2 separate regions of the Ovis aries genome follow, and region 2 is linked to region 1. Evidence: chromatin contacts called from public Hi-C data. All regions are on one chromosome and are shown on one strand. The core of a region is the stretch at or near the end of the contact, and the rest is flanking DNA. Distances in the headings are between cores, read along the strand shown.

Evidence for each region. A called contact is a pair of places that touch in the nucleus more often than the background predicts.
Region 2: a contact with region 1 is called in a Hi-C map of liver, with 4 times the contacts expected there. The contact joins two enhancer-like sites. A contact is called at or near these places in 11 of 16 Hi-C or Micro-C datasets (blood, hypothalamus, liver and 6 more).

The regions. Positions count from the first base shown.
Region 1 is chr13:37,485,579-37,493,493 of ARS-UI_Ramb_v3.0, reverse strand. BFSP1 (beaded filament structural protein 1) reads left to right here. Exons shown (of 8, transcript XM_027976717.3): 6 at 7,014-7,234. Among named protein-coding and RNA genes, the nearest start is that of BFSP1, 24 kb to the left of the region's middle. Within about 2 kb of position 3,688, at least 14 of the 54 cell types and tissues checked have an H3K27ac peak or open chromatin away from gene starts, as enhancers often do. A contact at or near this core is called in liver, where this site is marked.
Region 2 is chr13:37,837,074-37,844,988 of ARS-UI_Ramb_v3.0, reverse strand. It overlaps MGME1 (mitochondrial genome maintenance exonuclease 1), which reads right to left. Exons shown (of 5, transcript XM_004014287.5): 3 at 7,304-7,523; 4 at 4,461-4,593; 5 at 2,952-4,113. The coding sequence ends at 3,952. Among named protein-coding and RNA genes, the nearest start is that of SNX5, 9.6 kb to the right of the region's middle. Within about 2 kb of position 4,393, at least 8 of the 54 cell types and tissues checked have an H3K27ac peak or open chromatin away from gene starts, as enhancers often do. A contact at or near this core is called in liver, where this site is marked.

The DNA.
Region 1 (7,915 bases), core at 2,439-4,938:
AGCTCCTACCTGTGCATAACCAACCCATTTTGCCCAGTTTAAAATTGTTGTTAAAAATAAGAAATGGTCACAGATTGGGGTTTTTAATCCTCCACTCACTTGAATCTGTGTTTCTTGCTTCTGACCTGAACTCTCTCCTCTGGAATCTGACTGCAGCCCTGGAGAGAGGGGCTGTTTTCTGCATTTGCTCCTGCTCAGAATTTGTTACTGGAAACTTTGCATTTTCACCCCACCCCTTTTCTTTTCTTGGTGAAGCTTAATTTGCAAACTGAACTCACCAGAAAAGCTCAGTCCTATTTGTACAGGCTTCTTTTGTGGTTCACAAGCTTTGCGGGGCACCTCTGTGATTCCTCCAGTTTCTTTCTCTGGTTCCATGTATCTGGCTGTTCTGATGGGGATGTTGGGTTAGAACACGCTCCTTCCTGTTTGACCACATTTCCCAAATCCAAAAGTAAATTGATGTTCGGTTTGAGAAGTACATGTAAAGGACAAGAGAACAAGAATTTTAAAAATCTTCGCCTTTATGTATACCATTAAATGTTATATGTTACTCTGTCTCTACTCCACCTGAAAGATGATGCTGTGAAAGTGCTGCACTCAATATGCCAGCACATTTGGAAAACTCAGCAGTGGCCACAGGACTGGAAAAGGTCAGTTTTCATTCCAATTCCAAAGAAAGGCAATGCCAAAGAATGCTCAAACTACTGCACAATTGGACTCATCTCACACGCTAGTAAAGTAATGTTCAAAATTTTCCAAGCCAGGCTTCAGCAATACGTGAACCGTGAACTTCCAGATGTTCAAGCTGGTTTTAGAAAAGGCAGAGGAACCAGATATCAAATTGCCAACATTCGCTGGATTGTCGAAAAAGCAAGAGAGTTCCAGAAAAACATCTATTTCTGCTTTATTGACTATGCCAAAGCCTTTGACCAGGTGGATCACAATAAACTGTGGAAAACTTTGAAAGAGATGGGAATACCAGACCACCTGACCTGCCTCTTGAGAAATCTGTATGCAGGTCAGGAAGCAACAGTTAGAATTGTAAATGGAACAACAGACTGGTTCCAAATAGGAAAAGGAGTACATCAAGGCTGATATTGTCACCCTGCTTATTTAACTTCTATGCAGAGTACATCATGAGAAATGCTGGGCTGGAGGAAGCGCAAGTTGAAATCAAGATTGCTGGGAGAAATATCAATAACCTCAGATATGCAGATGACACCACCGTTATGGCAGAAAGTGAAGAGGAACTAAAAGCCTCTTGATGAAAGTGAAAGTGGAGAGTGAAAAAGTTGGCTTAAAGCTCAACATTCAGAAAACGAAGATCATGGCATCTGGTCCCATCACTTCATGGGAAATAGATGGGGAAACAGTGGAAACAGTGTCAGACTTTATTTTTGGAGGCTCCAAAATCACTGCAGATGGTGATTGCAGCCATGAAATTAAAAGATGCTTACTCCTTGGAAGGAAAGTTATGACCAACCTAGATAGCATATTCAAAAGCAGAGACATTACTTTGCCAACAAAGGTCCATCTAGTCAAGGCTATGGTTTTTCCTGTGGTCACGTATGGATGTGAGAGTTGGACTGTGAAGAAAGCTGAGCTCTGAAGAATTGATGCTTTTGAACTGTGGTGTTGGAGAAGACTCTTGAGAGTCCCTTGGACTGCAAGGAGATCCAACCAGTCCATTCTAAAGGAGATCAGTCCTGGGTGTTCATTGGAAGGACTGTTGCTGAGGCTGAAACTCCAATACTTTGGCCACCTCATGCGAAGAGTTGACTCATTGGAAAAGACTTTGATGCTGGGAGGGATTTGGGGCAGGAGGAGAAGGGACGACAGAGGATGAGATGGCTGGATGGCATCACTGACTCGATGGACATGAGTTTGAGTGAACTCTGGGAGTTGGTGATGGATAGGGAGGCCTGGCGTGCTGTGATTCATGGGGTTGCAAAGAGTCGGACACGACTGAGCGGCTGAACTGAACTGAACTGAACTGAATTCCCCCAATGCCGACAGAAGAATCACATGTTGGAGCCCTGTGGGATGTGGTGCTTTTCGTGGGTTCTCAGTGTTACTAAATGTCAGGACCTGAGTCCAGAATCTCTATCCCATCCCCACACACCACACACCCCTCACTCTGCAGTGACTCAGGGGCTTTGGAAAGCATATGGGGGCCTGCAGATGGTCCCCAGGGCAGAGACCCCAGCTGAAGAGACCCCTTAAAACTCGTCCTGCTCTGGTGACAAACTGTGGCTTGAGGACCAGACACGTTGATTTGGTGACTTGATGAGTATGTGGTTTTCTCTGAGGCTCTGAGAGGATGGAGGGAGGGTTTGAGTGTGTGTGTGTGTGTATGTGTGCACATGTGTGTATAATATATGTGAATATTTTTGTGTGTACGTGTGTACGCATATATGTGTGTATAAGTTGTATGTCTGTGTATGTGTGTGTGTGTATGTACGTATGTGTGTGTGTACATTTGTGTGTGTGACTAAGCATTTGGAGAAGTGCACACAAGCCCAGTCATGTTGGCGGAATTCTGTGTGCCTGTAGGAACAAGGATCCTGTTTCTTTACTACCAGTAGTCATTCCAGATGCTGCCCACTCTCCATCTTCAGGGACATTGACTCTTTCTCATGCATCTGCTCTCTTTGATTTCTGCTCTTGAGGGCTCATGTGATCAGGAATAATCTAGAATAATCTCCCTATTTTTTAAGCTCAACTGCTTAAGAACCTTGCTTACATCTGCAAAGTCCCTTTGCCAACTAACACCACAGAGTCTTGGGCAGAAGCTAAGGGGTAAAGGTCACCGGGGCCAAAAGTCTGCCTGATAAGCTCAAATTAAAACACACACATGTCTGGACCCACCCCAGAGTTTCTGACTCAGTAGGTCCGGGTTGTGGCCCAAGAACCTGCCTTTCTGAAGTTCAGGTGCTGCTTGCTAGCCCGGGAACCGCACTTGGAGGTCACTAATTTGGGCGGGGGAGGGGGGCGGTGAGAGTCCCATGCTGGGCCAGGATGTTCTACATCTGGGCCACTCATGTTCCCGGCCTGGGCCCTCCACAGCCTGATTCATGAGATGTTCACAGCTGGCTTTTTGCTAATTTTGAAATGTTGCCATGACTTTCGGATGGAGTAGCTAAGCTGTATGTTCCCAGGGAGACCAGTCAGCATAGCCCCTCAATGGGGCCAGGGCTGGGACTGGGGATGTGGTGGGGACGGTGTGGGGCAGCGCTCCTTGCAGCCTGAGGGCTTTGGCCAGCAGGGCTGTGGCAGCTGGCTCTTCCTATGGTTAGGGCATTCACAGGCTTGCCCCAGACCTGTGGAATTAGGGACTCTGGCGAGGGGCCAGCATCTCCTTCAACAAGCCCCCCAGGTGGCTCTGCCAGCTTTGAGAACACTGGTCTGCAGGTTGACCGCAACAGCACCCACGATTGGAGCTGGGGGCCCCTGCTTTTGAACGTGGACCACGCATGAGACCCCTGCACGTGGGCCATGCATGAGATGGTACTTATTCCAGGTGCCCGAGAAAGGACAGGCTCTCTAAATTCTCTAAGTTGTGTCAGATGAGTTTTTGTGACAGGAAGTGAAAACATGCAGATTTTTGCGAGTGTGTTGCCCAGACGTCATTTTTTGTGAAAGCCCCTTAGCACCATCTGGTGGCAGGTTTTGGTAAGATGGCATGTAATCTGGGAAGGACATGGTTTCTCTTTCCTTTTTGAAATGACCTTGGACCCAAAGGAGTCCAGGGGCCTGAGAGGACTGAGGCAAGAGGTAACCCCTCCAGACGGGGCTCACGTGAGGCGTAGCTCAGGATCCCTGAGGACCGTGTGTGCTAAGGCAGGCCCCACAACTGTGCTAGAACACTTGTCTTTCACTCAGATGTTTCTGGCGAGCCCCATGTGAGGTCCAGGAACACCAAGCAGAGCTTGGCTGGGCTCCTGCCTACAGTCAAGTGGGGAGATGAATATCAGCTGGTCGATCCAAATGGTCCAGGCAGAAATGCCCAGTTACCTGGCTCACAGTGAAGTTCAGGCTACCTCGAGGCCCATACCTGCCACCTGCCTCTGCCCCCTGTATCAGCTTGACTGCTGTTCTTGTAGTGACCCGGGGCTGTCAGTGGGCAACCCTCTGCTCCTCTCCTCTCCTGACCACCCCTGCAGACCTGGCGCCCGCCTCTCTGCTTCTCACGCCTCTCTCTGCAAGGCCCTTTGCTTCTGCAGCGCCCAGGACTGGCCTTACCTCCTCCTGGAAGCCTTCTGTGATGCCCCGCCCCCTGCACCTCCCCAGCACCTTGGACCTCTTCGTGGGTTCTGTGACACCCTGTGCTTGACCCTGTGGCCAACCTGGACTGTGGCTCCAGGAAGGAGGGTCTCTTTCTCTTACTGTCAGCCTGGTGCTAGATGGTGTCTGAAGCCCACATGGAAGTCAGTCCCCTCAGAGACATCTCGTTAGCCCCCTTTGAACTACCAAAAGGGGGGCTTTTATTATTTCTTTCTGAGCACCCCTCCTTCTGATGGAGGAGGTTTCAGTTATTGAGCTTTAACATGTGGGTGCTGCGGGCACAGCTCTTTCTTATTCACAAGGTAGAAGGGTGAGCTTTGATGAAAGTGTGTCCAGCTCTCATGTTCTCCTACCGCCCAGCCGACTCTGGGGTTGATGGACCCCAGCCACACTGGTCTGTGACCTGCAGGCTTTGTTCTCAGGACCGCTCCATGGAAATGGAGAGTCTTATGTGGGGATTCACCCACTCTGGATGGATTCTTGCCTCTGAGATTCAGGTCTAGAGGGGTCCTTTGAATCCCTTCATGGAAGCCATTTCTGGAGTGTGTGGATGCCGGTATGGTAAAGAGGGTGTGGCCACACCAGGAGTCAGAGGCTGTGCCTTGGCGTTTGATGTCCTAGGAGACTGTTTGAATGGAGACAGTTTTATTAAAATTTATTTATTTTTAATTGAAAGATAATTTATAGTATTGTGTTGGTTTCTGCCAAATATCGACGTGAATCAGCCATAGGTACACATATGTCCCCTCCCTCTTGAATCTCCTGGCCCCCTCCTACCCCATCCCATCCCTCTAGGTTGTCACAGCGTGCTGGTTTGAGCTCTGAAGTGAAGTCGCTTAGTCGTGTCTGACTCTTTGGGACCCCATGGACTGTAGCCTACCAGGCTCCTCCATCCATGGGATTTTCCAGGCAAGAGTACTGGAGTGGATTGCTATTTTGAGTCATACAGCAAATTCCCACTGGTGATCTACTTTACATATTATGGTAATATATATGTTTCCATGCTACTCTCTCCCTCTTCCCTGCCCCTTGACCACAAGTCTGTTCTCTACGTTTGCATCTCCATTGCTGCCCTGCAAAGAGGTTCATCAGTACCATCTTTCTAGATTCCATATATATGCATTAGTATATGATGTTTGTTTTTCTCTTTCTGACTTACTTCACTCTGTATAATAGGCTCTAGGTTCGCCCACCTCATTAGAATGGACTCAAATGCGTTCCTTTTTATGGCTGAGTAATATTCCATTGTGTATATGTACCACAGTTTCTTTATCCATTCATCTGTTGATGGACATCTAGATTGTTTCCTGAATGGAGGCAGTTTTAAATGAGGAACAGAAACCTGGCCAAACTCTCTTTGTTTATTTTGAAATAATTTTAGACTTCTCTGATGCTGTAAAAATAGCTCAGAGTTTTCCCATACTCTTCATTCAGTTCCCCCAAAGTCAACATCCAAATAGCAAAGCACCAAGGTTGAAACCAGGACATTGGTGAGCAGACCAGACTGGGAAGAGACTTGCCTGAAATCTTACCTGTTACCCTGTTCACAGGTTGCCTGATCCTGGGTCCTGCCTGCATTCAGGTGTCCTGTCTCCTCAGCCTCCTCCAGTCTGGGACAGTTCCTGCCCATCTCTGCTTCTCATGACCTTATCTGTACAGAGTGAAGGGTCCGCTCTCAGGAATAATCACCCTCTATGTTGTCCAGTGTGTTCATTAAGCTGCATGTATCAGGCATCCTGTGATGCACATACGTGAGGATAGATTCAGATTCTTGCTTAGTTCCCCATGACTCAAAGAATGTGGCCGGGAGACCAGAGCCACAGCCACGGGCATTGTGGGGGAGCCACTTAGAAACGCAGCCCCTCCAGTCCAGTGGAGCTACTGAGTCAGAATCTGAGCAAAACCGTATCCTCGGGGTGGTTCATATGCGTGTTGAGGTTTGACAGGTGCTCTTCCAGATGAAGTGGGTTTCAGTCTACATGTTTTATTTTGCTTTTGAGGACTGGCCATGCCTGTTAGATCTTTTCTCCATGGGAAAGTGAGCTTGTACTGAGCTTGTAAATAAGTTCTCTTGTAAATAAGTAAGCAGCTTGTGGCTGCTTGTGGGTTGTCATAGCTCTAAAAGTGAAGACAAGGAAACTCTTTTCATTTTCCTACCTGAATTTTGACTTGTCCTGCTTTAATATATAAATAGCATTTATCTGAAGTTATTTTACATAAGTGCCAGTGTACACAAACACACACATATTAGCTATCAAAACATATATGTAACTCTACTGGTCAGAAACCAGGAGAAAATTAAAGTGCTGTAGTAATTGAATAAGATCAAGGAAATCCCCCCCTTTAATTATTATAGCATCTTATCTATTTAGTCCATGTTCTTTTTACTACTTTTTCATGCTAACTCAGTAAAGTACGAATGATGTACTCTGAGTTGTACGTGTTAGTCCAGGGACAGCAGTTTTTATTTTCTGAGTTTCTCATCCTCCTACTGCCTTGGTTCGGGGGCTCCACTACAGGCTGATTTCCGGGAGAGCTGATACAAGCAAGCATCAGGGGAAGGGGTTCAGTTGTCACATCCTTCCGTGGCTTAAAGATTCTCTGCAGACGGAGAAACAAACCAACAAAACAAATACAACTGGGTACGCCGTCTGGATTCTCCCCTGCTGTGTCTGTGTCTGAAGGGAGAGGGTGGCTGGGTTTTCTCGTGACCGTGTCTCTGCCCGCAGACCGCGGCCCTGGAACAAGCCATCAGAGACGCCCACGAGTGTTATGATGATGAGATTCAGCTTTACAACGAGCAGATCGACACCCTGCGGAAGGAGATTGAAGAGGCAGAGAGGAGCCTGGAGAGATCATCCTATGACTGCCGGCAGCTGGTGGTTGCCCAGCAGACCCTGAGGAATGAGTTGGACCGGTATCATCGCATCATCGAGAATGAAGGCAACAGGTGGGGTCAGGGTGGGCAGAGCCCATGGGCACAGAACCACTTACTTGTTCCACGTTTTTCCATATGCCAGTTCCAGGCTGTAGGGAATGTGGCAGTAAGGTGAAAGTGTTAGTAGCTCAGTCGTGTCTGACTCTTTGTGAACCCCCTTGGACTATAGCCTGCCAGGTTCCTCTGTCCATGGGATTCTCCAGGCAAGGATACTGGAGTGGGTAGCCATTCTGTTTTCCAGGGGATCTTCCCGACCCATTGCAGGCAGATTATTTACTGTCTGAGCCACCAGAAAGAGACCCCCAAATCCAGGACCTTATGGGGCTGGAATGCCAGTGGGGGAGGCAGAGGATGGATGGGTTTGCAACAGAGACGTGGGCTCTGGCGTGAGTGATGGTGGGGGCAGGGGAGAGGTGATGAATATGACCATGGGAGTGTTTGGATGTCAAGGTGGCGTTCAGCTCCACAGGCTTCTGGGGACAGGAATGTCTTACAACCAGGTATGGTTATTGAGATGCTACAGGTGAGATGCCTACACGGTACCTGGAACTGGACCAGCACTCAGAGCAGTTGGTGTCATCACTGCTGCTGCCATGGTGACTCTGAGCACCTGGCCAGTTGGTACTGTGGCTGCCAGCAGGCTGTCTGGTCTCTGTGCGATGGATTGGGACGTGACGTCTGCTGGCAAGTGTC
Region 2 (7,915 bases), core at 3,144-5,643, 350 kb before region 1:
CCTTAGGCACCAACTCCAAACGGCTAAGGTATTTCTTAAAACATAAAAGGTCCAACCTACCTTGCTTTGGTTTTTGTGTGTAGGAGGACGGTGGGGTAGGTTATAATCAAATGTATCATTGCTCAGGTGGAAAGATCAGTGATTAAAACAAATTATCCCCTCCAACTCCTTCTAAAGCCTGTAGGCAAATTAAGTAAGAATGACTTTATGTGCTCTCTTTATGCCCGACTCTTTGTGACCCCATGGAGTGTAGCCCGCCAGGCTCCTCTGTCCATGGGATTCTCCATGCAAATGGGTTACCTAGAAACACAATGACTTAGGACTAACCTGCTTCCTGTATTCACTAGGGTGAATGCTTAGAAAATCGTTATGTTGGATTTTGTTGACAAGCTTTCCTAGAACTGGAAGAGGTTTATAGAGGTTAATGGTCCCAGATTAATGGCTCTGAGCGAGAAGCCAAGTCTGAGGGGGGTAAAAAATTGAAATTTGGCTTTCAGTGCCACCATGGAGCTTTTGCTAGCTGCTAAATGCATTAATAATAATAAGGCATAGGAAGTTTCCCCAGTGGTACAGTGGTTAGGATTCTGCACTTTCAGTGCCAGGGCTTGGGTTCAATCCCTGGTCAGGGAACTAAGATTCCACAAGCCACAGGCCAAAAAAAAAAAAAAAAAAAGTGTAGGACTGCAGATGAAAAAGGGGAATAGTTTTTGAGCAGATAGCTTTGCATCTACTGGATGCTCTCAAAGCTCAGGGCAGTTTGGCTGTTCTGCACTTTTGTGAGAGCTATCTGCACCTCCTTTTCAAAATGTTTGAATTATCCTCAATTAGACTCTCTCCGTGCTGCAAGTCCTGTTTCACTTCACTGGAGGTTAATACGCCACGTCACACTTGGGAGCAGGAGGAATCCAGACACCGGTAACAGCCACGGCGACTCTTGAAAACTTAAGAGCACTCTTAGATGTGCTCTTCTGAGCCTCAGCAGTGAAACTGCATTTCGCTTGACCCCCCCCCCCCCACACCCCCAGGGCTGAGCATCCATCACTGGGGAGGCTGAGCGGTGGGGGCTGCAGGGAGGCTGTAATTGTCCTTGCCCCCAGCAGGGCTTCCTGGGCAGATTGAGGGTCCTTCATGGCACAATTGGTGCCACCTTAGCTTGGGAGCAAATTGCCAACATCCGCCAGATCATAGAAAAAGCAAGAGACCGCCAGAAAAACATCTACTTCTGCTTCATTGACTATGCTAAAGCCTTTGACTGTATGGATCTCAACAAGCTGTGGAAAATTCTTCAAGAGATGGGGCTACCAGACTACCTTACCTGCCTCCTGAGAAATCTGTATGCAGGTCAAGAAGCAATAGGTAGAACCGGACATGGAACAACGAACTGGTTCCAAATTGAGAAAGGAATACGTCAAGGCTGTATGTTGTCACCCTGCTTATTTAACTTATATGCGGAGTATATCATGCGAAACGCTGGACTGGATGAAGCACAAACTGGAATCAAGATTGCAGGGGGAATATCAGTAATCTCAGATATGCAGATGATACCACTCTTATGGCAGAAAGCAAGAGGAACTAAAGAGCCTCCTGATGAAAGTGAAAGAGTGAAAAAGCTGGCTTAAAACTCAACATTCAAAACACTAAGACCATGGCATCTGGTCCCATCACTTCATGGCAAACAGATGGGGAAACAATGGAAACAGTGACAGACTTTTATTTTCTTGGGCTCCAAAATCACTGAAACAGTGACTGCAGTAATGAAATTAAGACACTTGCTCCCTGGAAGAAAAGCTATGGTCAACCTAGACGGCGTATTAAAAAGCAGAGACATTACTTTACCAACAAAGTTCCATATAGTCAAATCTATGGTTTTTCCAGTAGTCATGTATGGATGTGAGAGTTGGACCATAAAGAAAGCTGAGCGCTGAAGAACAGATGCTTTTGAACTGTGGTGTTGGAGAAGACTCTTGCGAGTCCCTTGGACTGCAAGGAGATCAAAACAGTCCATCCTAAAGGAGATCAGTCCTGGGTGTTCATTGGAAGGACTGATGCTGAAACTGAAACGCCAATACTTTGGCCACCTGAGGTAAAGAGCTGATTTAGTGGAAAAGACCCTGATGCTGGGAAAGACTGAAGGCAGGAGAAGGGGACAAGAGAGGATGAGATGGTTGAATGGCATCACCGACCCAATGGACATGAGCTTGAGTAAATTCCCAGAGTTGGTGATGGACAGGGAGGCCTGGCATGCTACAGTCCATGGGGTCACAAAGACTCAGACATGGCTGAATGATTGAACTGAACTAGCTTGGGACTGAACTGAACTAGCGCAGGGTGCAGAACGACAGGTCCAGGGTGTGACTATCTTCACCAGAGAGAACTTGCTGGATCTGGGCTTCTGAACTCCAGGGTGGTGCTTGGTGGGGCTGGGGCCACACCAGCTGGGACACTCGGAATAGTCTCACGTGATTCCTGACTTTGGAAATTACAGGAATATAGGCTGCTTGAGAGGCTTCCTTTGTGGCTCAGCTGGTAAAGAATCTGTCTGCAATGTGGGAGACCTGGGTTTGATCCCTGCATGGGGAAGATCCCCTGGTGAAGGGAAAGGCTACCCACTCCAGTATTCTGGCCTGGAGAATTCCATGGATTCTACAGTCCATGGGGTTGCAGAGCTGGACACGACTGAGCAATTTTCACTCATTCACTCACTAGGCCGCTTGAAAAGCATGAGAGGTGTGGAGGGTCATCACAAAGTCTCCCTCAATCCTCCGCCCCACTCAAAGCTCACGTTCCCTGTGAGGTGACCGTGTGTGCATATACATATAACACATCCCAAAGCTACTGGGTCAAGATTAAGATGGGTTAAGATTCTGAATTTACAAACAAAATCTAAACAATTCCAGGTTTGTGAAATCACCCTGTAAATGCACATATTTAAATAAAAAGCAAAACCAAAAGCCTTTACTTCATCTTTTATTTCTTATAATTAATGGCTAATGAAAGCAAAAAGTGATTGTAGCACCTACTATTTTAAGATAGCAACTGTAACTTAAGTGCTAACCTTCTCCATGACACAGGGAGCCATCCCTCAGGGTGGTAGTGGGCGTTTATTTAGGTTTCCCAAACCCAGTGACTACTAATCAATTTTATCACTGATCACGGAAAAAAAGAAACCAAAACATGTCATTATTATTCCCCGTAGCTGGAAAATTTCATAAACAATTTTCTCCATGTACACGGTTCCATGACTGAAACCAGAAGATAGCTACCAAAATACCCAGAAGTATGATTCTCAGAGAAGGCCCAGCTACTTCTGAGAATTACCTGGAAGAAGGCCAAGGGGCAATGCAACGATAGGGGGAGTGTGCACCATCTTTCGGGAGAGCAATGTTTACTGGAGGCTAAGAGATCACATGTTTATTCTTTAAAAATGGTAAATGGATGCTTTCTTCCTCATATGAAATACAGGGAACCCCAAAACCTAAGGCATGATTTAGGAACCTCCACTGGCAGAAGCAGTTAGCTGATAGGAATTCTCACTGCACACACACCCTGGGGGTGTGTGGCCCCATCCCCACTGTGTGCCTCAGGAAAGCACTTGGCACACCAAACCTCACCACCCTGAATGTCTCAGTGCGAAGACTGAATGTCCTGCCCTGGACACAGAAGGTCTGAGAGTCACCAACACTGTGCCAGTCCAGTGCTGTCTGCCCCTTATCCAGGAAAATGCCAGCCAGAGGTAGCAGAGCTGGTCTTTTATGGGCACGAGTCCAATTCTTTGAATTTAACTTTTCTGGCTTCATCTTTTTAGTTGCAATAATTCCAACAAGTTACTGGTTGCGCCTGTGTTGATGTAGCTCTCAGACCCTATGGCACCTGATCTCAGATCACAGCAAACAGCGACACAACTTCCCAACTGTGATCAAGCACTTCCTGTTCCCATGAGGCTTCCTGCCCCTAATCTAGTTTCTGGATATTCTGGCTCTTTTCCTTCTTTGTATATTCTTCCAGTCGAAGAAGCCACTTTGCCCAGTACTGGGAGCAGAGCTCAGCGTCCATGAAATGTGGGTGGGCAGGGGACCCGTTTTTGTAGGCCACCACGATCAAGCCGCACTGAACCTAGGAAAGAGCAGGGCGATTTCAGAGTTTGCAGCGGCAGCAGGACAGAAGCTCGCGCCCTTTTCACTCCAGGGCAAGCCCAGAGCAAAACAATCAGCACTGAGAGCTCCCACCTCAGTTTCTAAGTCGGGCTGATGATACACAAGAACAGAAAGATGAACATAAAGAACCCGCTGTGATCATTAAAGAACTATTAACAACAAAAAGCCCAGGAAGTGGGGAAAGTGCTCTGTGAAGTGCAGAAGGACAGAACAGAGGAAGCAGTCGGACGCACACAGGACAGAACTTGAAGGCGCTATGGCCTGGCATGGGCAAAGCCTGAAGCAAGCCGGGCTCTGCGTCCTGACCTGAAAGCTGTAGTTGGTGTCGTGGTTCAGAGCACCGACATATGCCACAACTTGCAGTGGGTTGTCAAATGTGTTTCGGATGAAAGGCTTTGGCTTCTCTGATGTCTTCCAATCAATCACACAAAGCTTGCCCCTAGAGAGAAACCAAAGGAAGCCCTTGAAGGTGACAGCTCAAACTGAGACTCTGTTAGGTTAACCCTTTTCTTACTATAGTTTGCTGCTTGTCACCCAATGACTATGGCTTCCATTGCCCCCAGTTCCAAGCAGACAGCCCTCCTGAGCTTTCCTTGGAACTGAAGAGGTGTTGAGCCCCTCATTCAGGTCAGTGATGAGGTGTGAAGGGGTTGACCACAGGGCTGCAGCGAGGGCCCAGTCTCCCCAGAGCAAGCCTCTAAACTTTCTAGGCTTCTCTTTGGACCTCCACAGTTTAATAGTTGACAAGGGAACTGAAACTACATCTGCTTTGCTTCTAACGTCTATCAGAATGAACCACAACAGACCAGCAGCAAAGTCCCCATTGTAAGGGACCAAGCATCATGGCGCCTCAGAAACCAAAGCTGGAGTTCAAGTCCATCAACACTTAAAAGTAGCAGCAATATGTATAAATTCAAATGAGAAGACCTGGTTCCTGTCCTAGAAGTTTACACACAGGGAAGGGATATATTATTTTCTATTAGGGATCTTGGGAAAAGAAAAAAAGTCCTGCCACTTCTTTTTTTTTTAGTAAAATAACCAGTACCTTCCTCCCTCTCCCCCATCCTGGTGGGGTTTTACACTTGCCAACCCCATGTTAAAAGGACTGCAGGGCAGATGGGTTGAGAACCAGTGACCCTCAAGCGCGCTTACTGCTCTGCCTTGACTTCAGGTTCAAAACCAGCTGTTCAGAGGGAGATCTCCTTGTTAACATAGCCCTGGAGTTAGAACCTATGCAAGGTATTTAGTGAACTCCGAGAGTTGGTGATGGACAGGGAGGCCTGGCGTGCTGCAATTCATGGGGTCACAAAGTTGGACACGACTGAGTGACTGAACTGAACTGAAGGTATTTATAAAACCAGGCTAGAGGAGCGCTGACTAAATGAAAGAAAATGTGAGCTATACACACCATTTAAAATTTTCCAGTAGCTACATCCAAAAAGAAACAGGTAAAATCTTAACATTTTATTTAACCCAATATATCCAAAATATGATCATTTAAGTATATAATTAACATTAAAAAGTTGTTAGTGAGATATTTTACATTCTTTTTTGTGCGAACTCACTGAAATCTAGTTTGTGTATTTACAGCACACGTCCGTTTGGACCAGCCCTAGTCAAGCGCTTAGCGACCTATGGGGCCCACCGCTACCCTACCGGATGGTACAGATGTGGAGGTAATAACATCATCTTTGTAACTGTTTTCCATCCTGTAAAGCTTGACAATCTCTGCAAACGAAGAGAGGTCCCATCATCCCCAGGGGACTACCATTCCCAGTTCTCTCCCTTGATAAAATCAAAATATCCTACAGTATCAACTTCTGCCATGTACCAGAAATGTGCTATAACTTATAGAACTTAATATTATGTAAAAAAAATCTTAATAGTATAAACCCAAATTAAAATTGCAGTAAGACAGTCCACAAATAGCTCTTTAACAAATGAAAAGGTGCTTAGCCTAGTTAATTTTGAAAAACAGACTGGAATGATGAGACATAGTGTTAAAACACCCGTTCCCTGTGACCCCGCAATTTCCCTTTCAGGTCTGTACCATAGAGCAATGGTTTGCTATGCCGGGTGCAAGTGACAAGTGCCTGGAGAATTTAAGAATTATTTGTGCTCAGGCCTACTTCAGATCGACTGGATTTATTCATATCTCATAGGTCGCTCACCAAAACAAACCAATGAACCTGTGCACCTGCCGGAAAAAACTGTCCGGACAGAACACGAGGAGACCTGGTCACTGCTACAGTTTGTAACTGTGAAACTCTAGAAATAACCCAGAGCTCCCAATATGGAAGTGAATACAGTTCATTCATACTAAACAGCAGTTAAAAAGAGAGAAGAGGGTCAAAATAACAAAGCTAACACTTTCTGAGCAGATAGTATGCATTTTAAGTACTGTACCAGGATTACATTTAACCTCTGTAACAAACCTGTGAGGTAGGTACTATTATTTGTCCTATTTTACAGATGAACGAATGGAGGTACAGAGAAGCTAAGTAAGTAGCCCAAAGTTAAGAAGAAAACCCAGAAACCAAACTCAGGCAGCTTGTCTCCAGAGCCCAGTATCTTTTAACTAGAGTTCCATGGGTTATACTAACAGATTTTGCCCCCACCCTCTTTATTGCTCACATGCTTTTTTGGGGAATATGGATATCTGCAGATTATATCTACACTCGAAATCTGGAATAAGTGGGGAAAACAGTAACAGCAGCAATTTAAAGATCACAGGAAGTTTTAGTGAGCTCAGTGTTCCTATGCATGTCAAACACTGCATGGAAGCCTTGAAGAAAGTTGATTTTCAGGGCCAACAGACCACGGTGTCATTTTTAGCAAAACAGGAAAAACAATGCAGGAATCAGATTGGATCTTATGGCTGGTACCTTGCCTGAGCGTAGGGAGCGGGGGGACATGCTGGAAAACAGGCCATCCTAGCCATACTGGACAGTTACACCTTTCCTCCGCCAAACACCCTGACCTGGGCACACAGATTGACAAGGATGATGTGGCTCTCACCTGATGCGACTTTGCACAGGCTCTACCTTGAAGCAGGAGGTGAGAGGAAAAACTAGTGCTGGATGGGAACCGTGTGTCCACCCAGAATTCTCTCACCTCCACACTTGATGTGAAAAACCAAATATACTTACTGATAATCAGCCACACAGTCCAGAAGACCCACATACTGTAAGGTCTCATGTTTAACCGCACTTTCCAGGGCCCGCACTCCACTGATGTCTTTCAAAACATGCTGCACACTTTGGACATAGCCAGATTCAAGGAGACTTTCATCTCTCTCTTTTAAGTTCCCCTGGGGTGAAAGTATGCTTTCCAAGGCTCCATGAAATTGCTTCCCTTGTAAAAACATGTCTGTAAAGAAAATCAGAGGAAACGGACAACAACAACAAAATATCCCAAACAAAGCTAGTACTAAAGAACAAATACTCTGTAAGACTCTGAACAGTGAAATTAAAAATCACATGAATTTCCTTTAAGTGACAACCTCTAAGAAACCATATTTCAGCCTCCTAAGAATGCCTAAGAATGCATTTTGAGAACAACAGGGACTAGAAGAGCTTAGATAATACAATGGATTAAACTGAAGCATTTCTAGTAGAATTAGGCCAAAGCTAGAATTGAAGATTTGGGGGGCTACAGGACCGTATCTAGTGAATTCACATAGCACTGTGAATTTTAGAATTCATTTAATGTAGGTAACCAGTAAGTTAACCAGCTGTGATAGTTGTTAGACATTTAGAGAA